Linked DNA regions of Oryctolagus cuniculus: region 1 is linked to region 2. The links are chromatin contacts, called in public Hi-C maps. All regions are on one chromosome and are shown on one strand. The core of a region is the stretch at or near the end of the contact, and the rest is flanking DNA. Distances in the headings are between cores, read along the strand shown.

What was found. Hi-C and Micro-C count contacts between places; a contact is called where the count stands out from the background.
Region 1: a Hi-C map of embryonic fibroblasts shows a contact between it and region 2, with 2.8 times the contacts expected there. The contact joins two enhancer-like sites. A contact is called at or near these places in 2 of 6 Hi-C or Micro-C datasets (embryonic fibroblasts and an unstated tissue).

What each region holds. Positions count from the first base shown.
Region 1 is chr13:52,707,539-52,712,791 of mOryCun1.1, reverse strand. All of the region lies in intron 8 of PCNX2 (pecanex 2), which reads left to right. Among named protein-coding and RNA genes, the nearest start is that of PCNX2, 60 kb to the left of the region's middle. Within about 2 kb of position 3,256, at least 1 of the 8 cell types and tissues checked has an H3K27ac peak or open chromatin away from gene starts, as enhancers often do.
Region 2 is chr13:51,357,346-51,362,899 of mOryCun1.1, reverse strand. All of the region lies in intron 9 of DISC1 (DISC1 scaffold protein), which reads right to left. Among named protein-coding and RNA genes, the nearest start is that of DISC1, 180 kb to the right of the region's middle. Within about 2 kb of position 3,404, at least 1 of the 8 cell types and tissues checked has an H3K27ac peak or open chromatin away from gene starts, as enhancers often do.

The sequences.
Region 1 (5,253 bases), core at 2,007-4,506, 1.4 Mb before region 2:
GCCGGAGGCATGCAACCTATTCTGAAAATGAAGTGAAGAGGTTGGTGTAAAAGGAATGTGTTAATCTATTTTAGGTGTCAATGTGTGTGGTTTTGTGGGAAAAAAACATCTGACATCGTAGAATAATGAAAAACGAACTGAATCATTTTCATTGACATCACTTCCAAAAATGAATATAATGTGTAGAGGGAACCCTATGTAAACATAATAATACTCCCAGAAGGAAGAGGATAAAGCTTGCAAACACATCATTAAACCTCTTCCAAGCAGGGGATTAGAGGTATAGTTATCATTCAGAGCAATGAAGCCAAAACTACTTTTACATATTTATTTATTTAACTGGTAATGTCATTTAATTTACATATTTATCATTTAATTTGAGAGGCAGAGAGACAGAGACTGACAGATAGATAGAGAAAACATTCACCAACTTGGACTAGGTTCACCACAACACATTCAGTCTTAGTGAAAGGGTATTGGGCAGGCTCAGGTAGGGACACAGCTAGGGCATGGGAGGTGGATACTGAATGTGTTTCTACAGTACTTTGCTATGAGGCCATGTGACTTAAAAGTCTCAGAAGAGTAGACTCTCAAAGAGTAGACAGTAAAGAGAGCATGTGTATTCCTAAATATTCTATACATGTAAAAGTAAACATGTATATTATTATTTTTAAAAGCACAAGAAAGAGAGGATATGCATGGCAAAGTGTTATTCGTTCCTAGAACTCAAAAGAACAACACTTTCACATGATGTTGGTATAAAAGCAGTGGACAAAGACCTGGGATTTGCCATGTGATACTGGTGGACCAATACTTTGTTGGAATCACCACACACCACATAGGTTAGAGATGACTATGGACACTACATAAGGATTTTCGATCTCTCAAAATGACCAAAATGAACCAGCTGTAATTTCCATGGTGTGGAGACTAGCCAGCATTCAGGAATAGCAGGCAGAAAGCTGAACTGGACAGTGAACAGGGACTGGGGCCATGAAGCTTGGTTGAGTTCATGCTCTGTTCTCTATGTAGCAGGAGTGATCAGACCCATTTGAAGAGAGAAATACCTCTGATGAATGTGGAATCATCATGAATATGATTGAGAGTAGGGAGCTGGGGGGAGCCTGGAGCAGCAGTAGTCTGCTTGGTCAACACATCTGAACATAAAATGTGATACTCACTTTTAGTAAATGGGAAAGTAGTGCAAAAAGAAACCTGCTAAGCAATGCTCTTTAAACCATTCTACATAGAAATCAGATGTAGAGACTCAAATTAGATTTTCTAGTCCTGTGTTCTTTTAATTCAAAGAGAAATACTTCTCTGTTCATACAAAAGCTAACAGTGGAGGAAAATAAGACACTGAAAACCATACTTCCGGCCAGCGCCGCGGCTCACTAGGCTAATCCTCAGCCTTGCAGCGCCGGCACACCGGGTTCTAGTCCCAGTTGGGGCGCCGGATTCTGTCCCGGTTTCCCCTCTTCCAGACCAGCTCTCTGCTGTGGCCTGGGAATGCAGTGGAGGATGGCCCAAGTGCTTGGGCCCTGCATCCCATGGGAGACCAGGAGAAGCACCTGACTCCTGCCATCGGATCAGCGCAGTGTGCCGAGCGCAGTGTGCCGGCCGCAGCGCGCCGGCTGCGGCGGCCATTGGAGGGTGAACCAACGGCAAAGGAAGACCTTTCTCTCTGTCTCTCTCTCTCACTGTCCACTCTGCCTGTCAAAAAATAAAAAAAAAAAAAAAGAAAGAAAGAAAACCATACTTCCTTGAAATCAGAGAGTTAGTATCTTGCAGCATGAAAACGAATTTTCAGCACTAATATTTATTTTTTGTACAACATTGTGTAACATCCTTAACTATCTAAAACATCAGTTTTCTAAACCATAGATGGGGACAATAATTCCATAACTAAATCACTGAATTGTGTTAAAAATTAAATGTGTGAGTGGGCATTTCATCAAGCATTTAAGACTCCCACAACACATTGGAAAACCTGGGCTTGATTCCTGGCTCTGTTACAGGAAAATGGCAGCAGAGAAATTATTGTTACCTCAATTCTTTGTCTCACATGGAAGAAGAATTTCCAAGCAGATAGCAAAGAGATTTAAAAGTATTTATTAGAATCAAGGACCTCCTGTGGTGTGGAGGGGGGCTTCCAAGAGAGGAAAATTCAAAGGGGACTAGTATCAGTAGGCTTTAAGTACAATTTTGAAGGAAAAAAATTGACAATCAGATTGGCATTCTCAGTGACCAGGAGGAGACAAAAACCATCAAAAGACCTCATTTATAATTCTCCTTCCTGTCTGGCCTGCTAAGGGTGGGATAGATAACTTATTTTCACAATAAGCTGCGAGCTCAGGAAGTGCTCCATTGCTATTCCATGGTAAATTTGGAAGATTCCGAAGGAAGGAAGGTGGCAGGTTTGTTTTTGCAAATATTTTACACCCCAAATTCCATTGGGATCCCCTGACTATCTATTAACCCATCTGACTCCTCACCGCTCTAGCTCCTGATTTCAGTTTTCTGCTAATGCAGACCCTGAGAAGCACCTGAGGTGGCCCAAAGTAATTGAGTCCCTATCATTTAGCATTCCCAGCTCCTGGTTCCAGCCCTGGCCTGGCCTGACCATTGTGGGCATCTAGGAAGTAAACCAGTGGTTGGGGTTGTCCTGTTTCTCTCCTTCTCTGCCTCTCAAATACATAGAAATTTTAAAAAATAAATGTAGTAGTATATTAATTTTTACAATGACTACAATAATATTAATTCCTGATTAAGACAGTACTTACCATAGAGGACACTCAGGAAATGTTAGATGGTGTTAGTGTCCTGGATAGAGGCAATAAGACAGTGGCTACAGTTCACCATGACTGTGTGACAGAAGATCCTGACTTTTGGCCAGGTAGAGGCCTTTCCTCTAGTACTTACATAAGATCACTTTACCTAGTTTTAAGGTTGTTAAGGACTCTTTGTTCTCCCTGTCAACCTATTGTGTTCCAATATACTGGAATCCATGGCACTTTTAACATTGGTACTTTAATGCCATCTCTGGCTTTTAGTACCATTACATTTTGAGTCCTATCATCATAAACATAAACTTCGATTTTTGAACTTGGAAGAATGCCTAGTCAGGGCTGTTATTCTAAGCCATCCAGCCATGGAAGATATTGGAAAAGCAACTTTTTCACTATAAGGGACTTCAGTGACTGGGATTGCCTCCAACTAGGCCATTAAACCACTGGTTCTTATTATTGGCAAGAAAGTCTTTACTCTTGGCTATTGTAAGCCTTGTTGCCATGTGACAGTTTTATATCCTGGACTCCCAAGTATGAATTGGGAATTGTAAGCATTGTAATGTCCATGTCTCTTTGGGGATTCCTGGAGGAAACCAGGAGAGGAAACAAATTTCCCTCCTTGGCCCCACTGTCATTGTGGGAACCAGTGAACTTCTCCTGACCTGCCAAAGAAACACATATTTTCTGGTTGCACAATAACAGTCCATAATGCAGTACCTTCAGTACCATTATCTAACATAGTTCTGATTTCCCAAGAAAATAGAATAAGGGAACTATGGCTTGCACTGCAGCATTTAGAATTGCTTGTTGAAAAAACTGCTAGAAGAAAAATTCATTTCAGTGTGTTATTGCCTAGACTATAAGATTCTTTCAGTAGCTCAAAGCCTAAAAGGAGCTAATCTACTTGGATAGTTGAAGTCAGCTACCTGCCTAGCAAGCTGGAGCTGAAGCTGCCTAGGAAGCTGAAGGATGTTTTATGTCTGAAGGATTCATCATTGTGGACTTAAGTTATTCTTCTGTAGGTCTTACAATTAGAACTTGATAGTTTCTGTTCTTTATTGAGCCAAGATTTATATATCTCTTATAAAAGTTCTATAGCCATCCTTTGGTATTAATCCAGGTTTTCTAGAGTCATAAGCAGTCTGATGAAAATGCATGTGAAATATGTATCATCTGCTCCCTAGTAAAATATAATGGAAAGACATAGTATTTACATACATTTAGAGCACTCACAAATCATAAAGTGGGCATAGTAGTCAGCTGATATAAAATGTCATTTTGGAGCAGATTTGTTTACAGAACCTTTATTGAAGAATTTTGTATCAAACATGTTACCTTGGGGCCGGTATTGACACTGGCATCCCATAAAAATGCCATTTTGAGGCTTGGGCACTCCACACTTTGTCCAGCTCCCTGCTAATGTGTGTGGGAAAGCACAGAAGATGGCCTGAGTGCTTGGGCCCTCTCTTCCCCTTTGGGAGACCTGGATGGAGTTCTGGGCTTCTGGCTTTGGCCTGGATCAGCCCTTGTTGTTTATAGCCATTTGGGGGAGTGAACCAGGGGATGGAAGATCTTTCTTTCTCTGTCTTTCCCTCTTTCTCTGGAACTCTGCCTTTAAAATAAACAAGCAAACAAATAAATAAATCTTTAAAAAGTTACGTCAACTATATTTTATTAAAAAATATAGAGTAGGTTGATTATGTAGTATTTATCTCAGTTCACTCAAACATGTCTTTTGTTTTTGAATCATTGTAGCATGTGTTGGAGCTATTATTCTGCCTATAAATTAGACTTCTTTTTGAAAGCTGCCCTAAGTCTCTAGGCCTATTGTGTACCATACTCCAAAGCTAGGTGGAAGCCCTGTACTTAATCTTTGTTGCCTCCTCAGATTTCTTCCTCTTTTGTTGATATTATCAGCCTGTCTGGCCCTTATCTCCATGAAACCTCCCTTATCCACTGGGATTAGCTGTCAGGAAAGTCAGGATGTTTAAGTATATATCTGGTTCCCAGAGAAGATAGCAAGCAGAAAGTTGCAAGAAATGATTATCTCAATTTTTCACTTTAGTTGAGAGAAGTAGTGACCTCTGATTTGGAATAGCTGAGCAGAAATGTGAGCACTGGAATAAGCCAATTAGATGTGCAAGATGCAGAATGAAATGTGACTTCACTCAATTTTGATATGCCCAATTGTGTGTCACACTGATATGCAATTTCAAAATTTCAGCTCTAATCACAAATATTGGCATATAGCTACATTACAATTAATTTCAATAATAAATATGTTTACGGCTTCAAATTAAAAATAAAAAACCTTTTAGGGGTTAAGTCACCTTTGCTTACACAGAGGTAGAAATGATCCCAAAATGCAGTTGATCACCCTGGGATCTGCCTTTGAATAGTTTCTGCTTTCCTCAATCACTGAAATGCCCTCTCCCTGTTGTCTTTCAGACTTTTCTCTCTTCCA
Region 2 (5,554 bases), core at 2,155-4,654:
GTCTTGGCCATAGTTGAGGGCTGCTTCCCTCTCAGTGGACACAGACATAGCTGGTCCCCAGAAAACAGAGAAATGGATTTTTAAAAAATCACTAAGACAAAGTGAGAGACTGGTAGGCTCAGTGCTGATTTAGGTATCTGGCATTTATTCAGGAAGCATGTGACCCAGGAACAAGACTATTTGAGACCCTATCCCAAATCCTCCAGGCTAAGTCTCATTGCCTCGGGGCCTGGGCCTGCACAAGACTGTAGGAATCAAGCAGACTTGGGCAGGTGAGTCAACCTTCCCCCAGCACCCTGAGTCATAAGGATCATCACAGGTCACTTGCCAGATGGAAATAATATTCTCCATCACTATATTAGTAGAATGCTGAGGTCACATGCCACGTGTGTCAGGTAGCATGTATGTGACACACAGTCAAAAGCTTTTATCTGTTACCGAGTTGGTGTTCAATAGAACAAAGGACCCAGAAATGAATCAAGAAAGCCAGGTGATGCATGCAGAGACCAACAGAGAAGGGGGAGCTGACAGTGTGTGATATATCATCCAGGTGGAATCTTGGTATGTAGACATTCGATCTTAGAATATTACTATGATGTTACCAAAAAACACAACTTGATCACTAAAAAGGCAGAGAGAAAAGAATGTCAGAACAGATCTTTAACCACAGCCCTCTACCCCAGAAGCAAAAATCAGCTACAGCAGAGCCTGACAAGGAACGCAACTGTCAACAACCAGATATCAAAATGGAACCTGAAGGTGATTAGATTGGATATAAGAAAGACTTGAAGGGTGTTTATGCTCAGAAATTGTATTACTAGAGCAAAATTAGTCATGATCTTCTAAAACCAAGATAACTTTGAAAAAGATATTTAGACTTTAGAACCCACCTTAATTTTTAAGTGAAGTCATTCTTCCAGACATGTCTCTGTGTGGAAGAACCACAAAGTCATACCAATTAAAGAAGGCCAGGGTCAGCACTGTGGCATTGTGAGTAAAGCTACTGATGCCAGCATCCCATATGGGTGCCAGTTTGAGTTCCAGCTGCTGCTCCACTTCTAATCCAGTTCCCTGCTAATGGCCTGGGAAAAGCAACAGAAGATGGTCCAAGTGCTTGGGCCCCTACCACCTACATGGGAGATGCAGACAAAGCTCCTGGTTTTTGGCTTTGGCCTGGGACAGTCTGAGCCATTGTGGGAGTGAACCATCAGATGGAAGCACTCTCTCATTTTCTCTCTGCAACTCTTTCAAACAAATAAGTTTAAAAAAGAAACAAGGAAGGAAGAAAACATGAATTACTCCTTTCTAAGAACAGTGAGAAATGTCCATTATTCTAGTTTGTCTTCTTTAATATGTACTGAGGACCTCTTAGGATGTTGCCAGTTTTCCTAGCTCCTACCATACAACACGTGCTTGCTGCTCTGATCAAACTGAAGCTGTGTAAGAACTGCTGGAGTCACAGCTGGACATATGCCTTGATACAACAGCTTTTGTACAAGGGTTTCTCAGATAACACCAGCAGACAGTGCAGGTCCCTGAGCCACAGGTCTCAGAAGATTGGCACAGGCTGGTTGTCTATGTACCACAAGATAGTTAGATACAACAGGAGCCCAACATGAGGAGATCATCGGATCCATTCCAGGGAGAAAAGAGGAAAGCAGGTATCTGTAATTAGAACATTTTGCCATGCTGGTCTAAGCGATGATCTTTAAACTAAGGTGCTCAGTTGCTGTTTTATTCTGATCATTAACACTGGATGCCAATGGGGCCCCATGAACTTATCAGGCTGCCTCTTGTCTTGCCCTCTTAGTGCAGAGTGGAAAGTCTTTACTCCTTGCTATCCTGCCTGGGAGTGACATCCTCACATCAAGAACTTCTGCCATGTTCCCTGGTCAAATAGCACCCAGGTGTTCAAACATGCCCTGTGAGCCTCCCTCACTCTCCTACTGCTTCTCACTCCTCTCTAAGAACTCACTTGTCCCAGCCTCCTAGGACCCTCTACCTCCTATACCCAGTGCTAATTGGCTCAAGTAACACCTCTGGAGGTAGGTCCTTTGCTAACTTTTTTCCTGTTTGAAACTCAGCCTTGTTTCTGCTTACCAGACATGGGCTCTCCCCCAGTGAAAAAGGAAAGTGAGAGCTTCAATCCAGAAAAAAGTTGAGCACTGGATAGGCAAAACCAGTCTCAGAATTCCACACCCAACCCATTTCATCAAGGTCTTTACAAAGAGACTGGAAAGTTCCAGGCCTTCCATTTTTGTCAGGGGTCCTCTTTACTTTGTGCACTCCACACCTGGGACACGTAGCAATTCTGTTTCTGAGATGCATGGAAAACAAGAGCACCAAACTGTGCTTGTGTATCTTTCAGGCAGGTTCTCCCCCAAGGCCCAGCCTTCTGCTTGTCATTCACTCACTCACCATTCAAGCAACCTGACTTTTAAAAAAAAGATTTATTTTATTTGAAAGGTAAAGTTGACAGAGAGGGGAAACAGAGAAAGAGATCTGCCATCTGCTGGTTCACCCCCCCCCCCCCCCAGAAGGCTGCAATGACTAGGGCTAGGTTAGGCAGAAGCCAGGAACCTAGAACTTCATTTGGTCTCCCACATGGGTGGCAGAGGCCCAGGTGTAACTGGTAACTATTTGTAGAGGCTGTAGATTTAGATTCCATGATATGATCTTCTTTGCTTCTCTTCACAAAGAAAAACAATAAAACAATGAAGTTCCACCAGGCTGCCAGTTGTTTTAAGGGTACATCATAGGAGGCTGCTCTGGACACAGCCTTGGCCAGGAATTCCCACGAGGGCCACCCTGGGACTGAAGACTGCCCAATGAAACCATGGCAGACCCTGGAGAAGGAAGAAAGGAAGGATGGAAAGAAGACAGTATGAAGATAAAAGGGACAAAAGGCAGGGGGAAGGAATAAAGGGCTGAGCAGAAAAGGAGAAAAAGACGAGAGAAAGCAGAGAGATGGGCCAGGGCAACAGAACAGGAGGATCCCAGAGCGTTTAGGGCCGGACGCTTCTTGGGCCGGCCCTGAACCCCAGTCACATGCTCTCAGCCCTTATTCCAAAAGCAGAACTAACTATTTATTTTTTACTCCTCCCAAGAGGAGTGTCCTCGGAGGTTTTATATTGTTTTGAGTTGTCTTGTAACCCAGCCAGCTAAGCAGGAGCTCTAAAATTCACTCTGTGCCAAAGCACACTCACTGCATTACAAATGGGTTCTCAGCAGAGAAAAGGCAAGGGGGTGGGGGATGGGGCAGTTTTTGTCTCTGCCTTCCTAGTAGCAGGGTAACACGCCTTGCTTACCTGCTAGAGGTGGTCTAAATCACGCTGATGACTCAAGGCTTGGGGGATTAGAAAGGCTACTTTTATTAAGCTGTACGTAGTACTCTGATTGTTTCCTGATCAGGGTTCCCAGTTCTTCAGTTTATAGTCATTTGCAAGGACTTGAAACTTTTTTCCAAACAAAGCTAACTGCACGGGAAGACCCGTCAGCACGTCGGAGAAGAAAACTGCTGACTGATGGGTAACACGACAATAACATATGGGCCATGGGGCTGTGTGCCCAAGACTCATCTTTTGTCAAGGCTTGCAAATGAATTCCTCCTGTCCTGCACACTCAGGAGGGTTGACTAGCGCTCTAATTAATTAAAAGCATCCATGTGTCTGACAGGGACTCTCCCACAGCTGGGACAGGTGCCCGCTCTCCCTCTGTTATTTTTATCTTTTAAACACAGTTCCAAGCCGCTCCTCACAGCCTCCAGGGGCCAGCCAGGGAAGCCTCGCACCAAACAGCCCCAGCTTTTCTGCATTGTCCCTTCTCACCTGGGCACAATAAGTTCCCCCACTGAAGGGAACCAATTCCTTTCTTTAAATCATTCTCATTTCTGATCACATGGAACAACAGTGTGGCAAGAAGTCATGAAAGAAAGATTTTTTTAAAAGCAGATTTAAATAAAATATCCCTCATTGCCAAGCTTAATTCTATCTCCTGCTAAGAAGACAGCCATCTGGAGCTTTAGAGCAAGGGGGGATATTAAGAAGCCACGTGCACCTCGGGATGTAACACAAAGCTAGAGATTTGAAGCCGTCTTCTCTAGAAGACTGGTGATGCTATCAAGCAGGAATGTGATCGTGCTGATTTATCTATTATTTGTATTCTGTATTTTTACAGGGATAAAGACTGGCTATCCCAAGGTGATAAATGAAGTCTCAGCTTGGCCATATTTCTTTTGAAGTTTGTCCCAGCAAGTTTTGCCCTCCCACCACCTGGAAGATTCAGGCGGTAAGCTTTGTCATGGTGCCCTCTTGTGTTCAAAGCACTACAGTGAAGCTACTTCCTAACCGGCTCCCTGCTCAAGAAACCCTGTTATTACTTTAATTACAGATTAATTACATCCTTTCATCAAGGTTAGAGGAAGATTCCAGACAGAGCATGATGGCCAGAGAGTAATGAGCCTTTTTTCCCTCTTTTCTTCTTCTTGTGACATCACTTCCTGTCAACGCTCTTTGAATTTGGCAGTGGCTGACAGTCTGGAGCTGCAGTCAGACTTTGGATTCACGTCACAGTTCTGCGACTTGCACACCACCCTTGGGGAAGTTGCTAACTTCTCTATATTCAGGACTCAGCATCACAGTGCTTATGTCCTAGCTGGCTGTTATTAAATGTAAAGGGCTTTGAAGGTGCCTGGGAATTTGTAATACACATTAGCTGTTGGTCACTACTGGTGCTGTTTTGGCTTCTTTTTCTTTCTTTTTTTTTTTTTTTAATGAATCAAGTAATTGTTATACTTGTGTTTGAAGTGACTTTGAAGATACTAAATCTAATTTTCTCATTTCACAGGTGAGAAATCTCCAGTCTAAAGGAGCAAAGCGACCTGTCTACAGTCACCTAGTTATTCAGTGGCAGCAGTGCAACTAGAATCTAATTTTTTCCAGCTCTGTGAGGCCCTGATGCTTGGCCTTTTTGTAGAACGGCTCCTTTTTTCCCTGAATGTGCAAGGTGTGGAGCTGGGACACTGGGCACATGGGATAATGCTGTAGAAACAGTATGAGCTACATTCAAATAACCAGGCTCAGACATCTGGGCACAGAAGTACTGAGTAACTCCTGTCCATTTTTAATTAGGATAGTGCCATGAAAATGAGAATTTCTTTAAACAGTACCTCCAATCCAGGTCTGAGTACGATGTGAACCACAGTCGACCTAGAAATACTGACCTTGACCACTTTCAGAAAGCTCAAAATGATCATATACAAAAAAAAAAAACAAAAAAAAAAAACTAATGTTCTAAATGTGTTTCAAGTCCTCAATCTTTTACACTCCACAGGCTTAAGACTGTATCAGTTCTAATGGCCATGGATGCAAGGGGACTTGTATAAGTGTGCAACAAAGAGGGGCATCGGCTACAGAACTGACTGCTCTCACACAAAGGTCTGGCTTGTTTTATTTTTAAATAAGATACAATATCACAAAAGTGCAAATACTAGAGTAGTTAAATTCCTGTAATCAGAAAGCAGAACAGAGGTACCAGGAGAGAGAGAGAAGGAGAA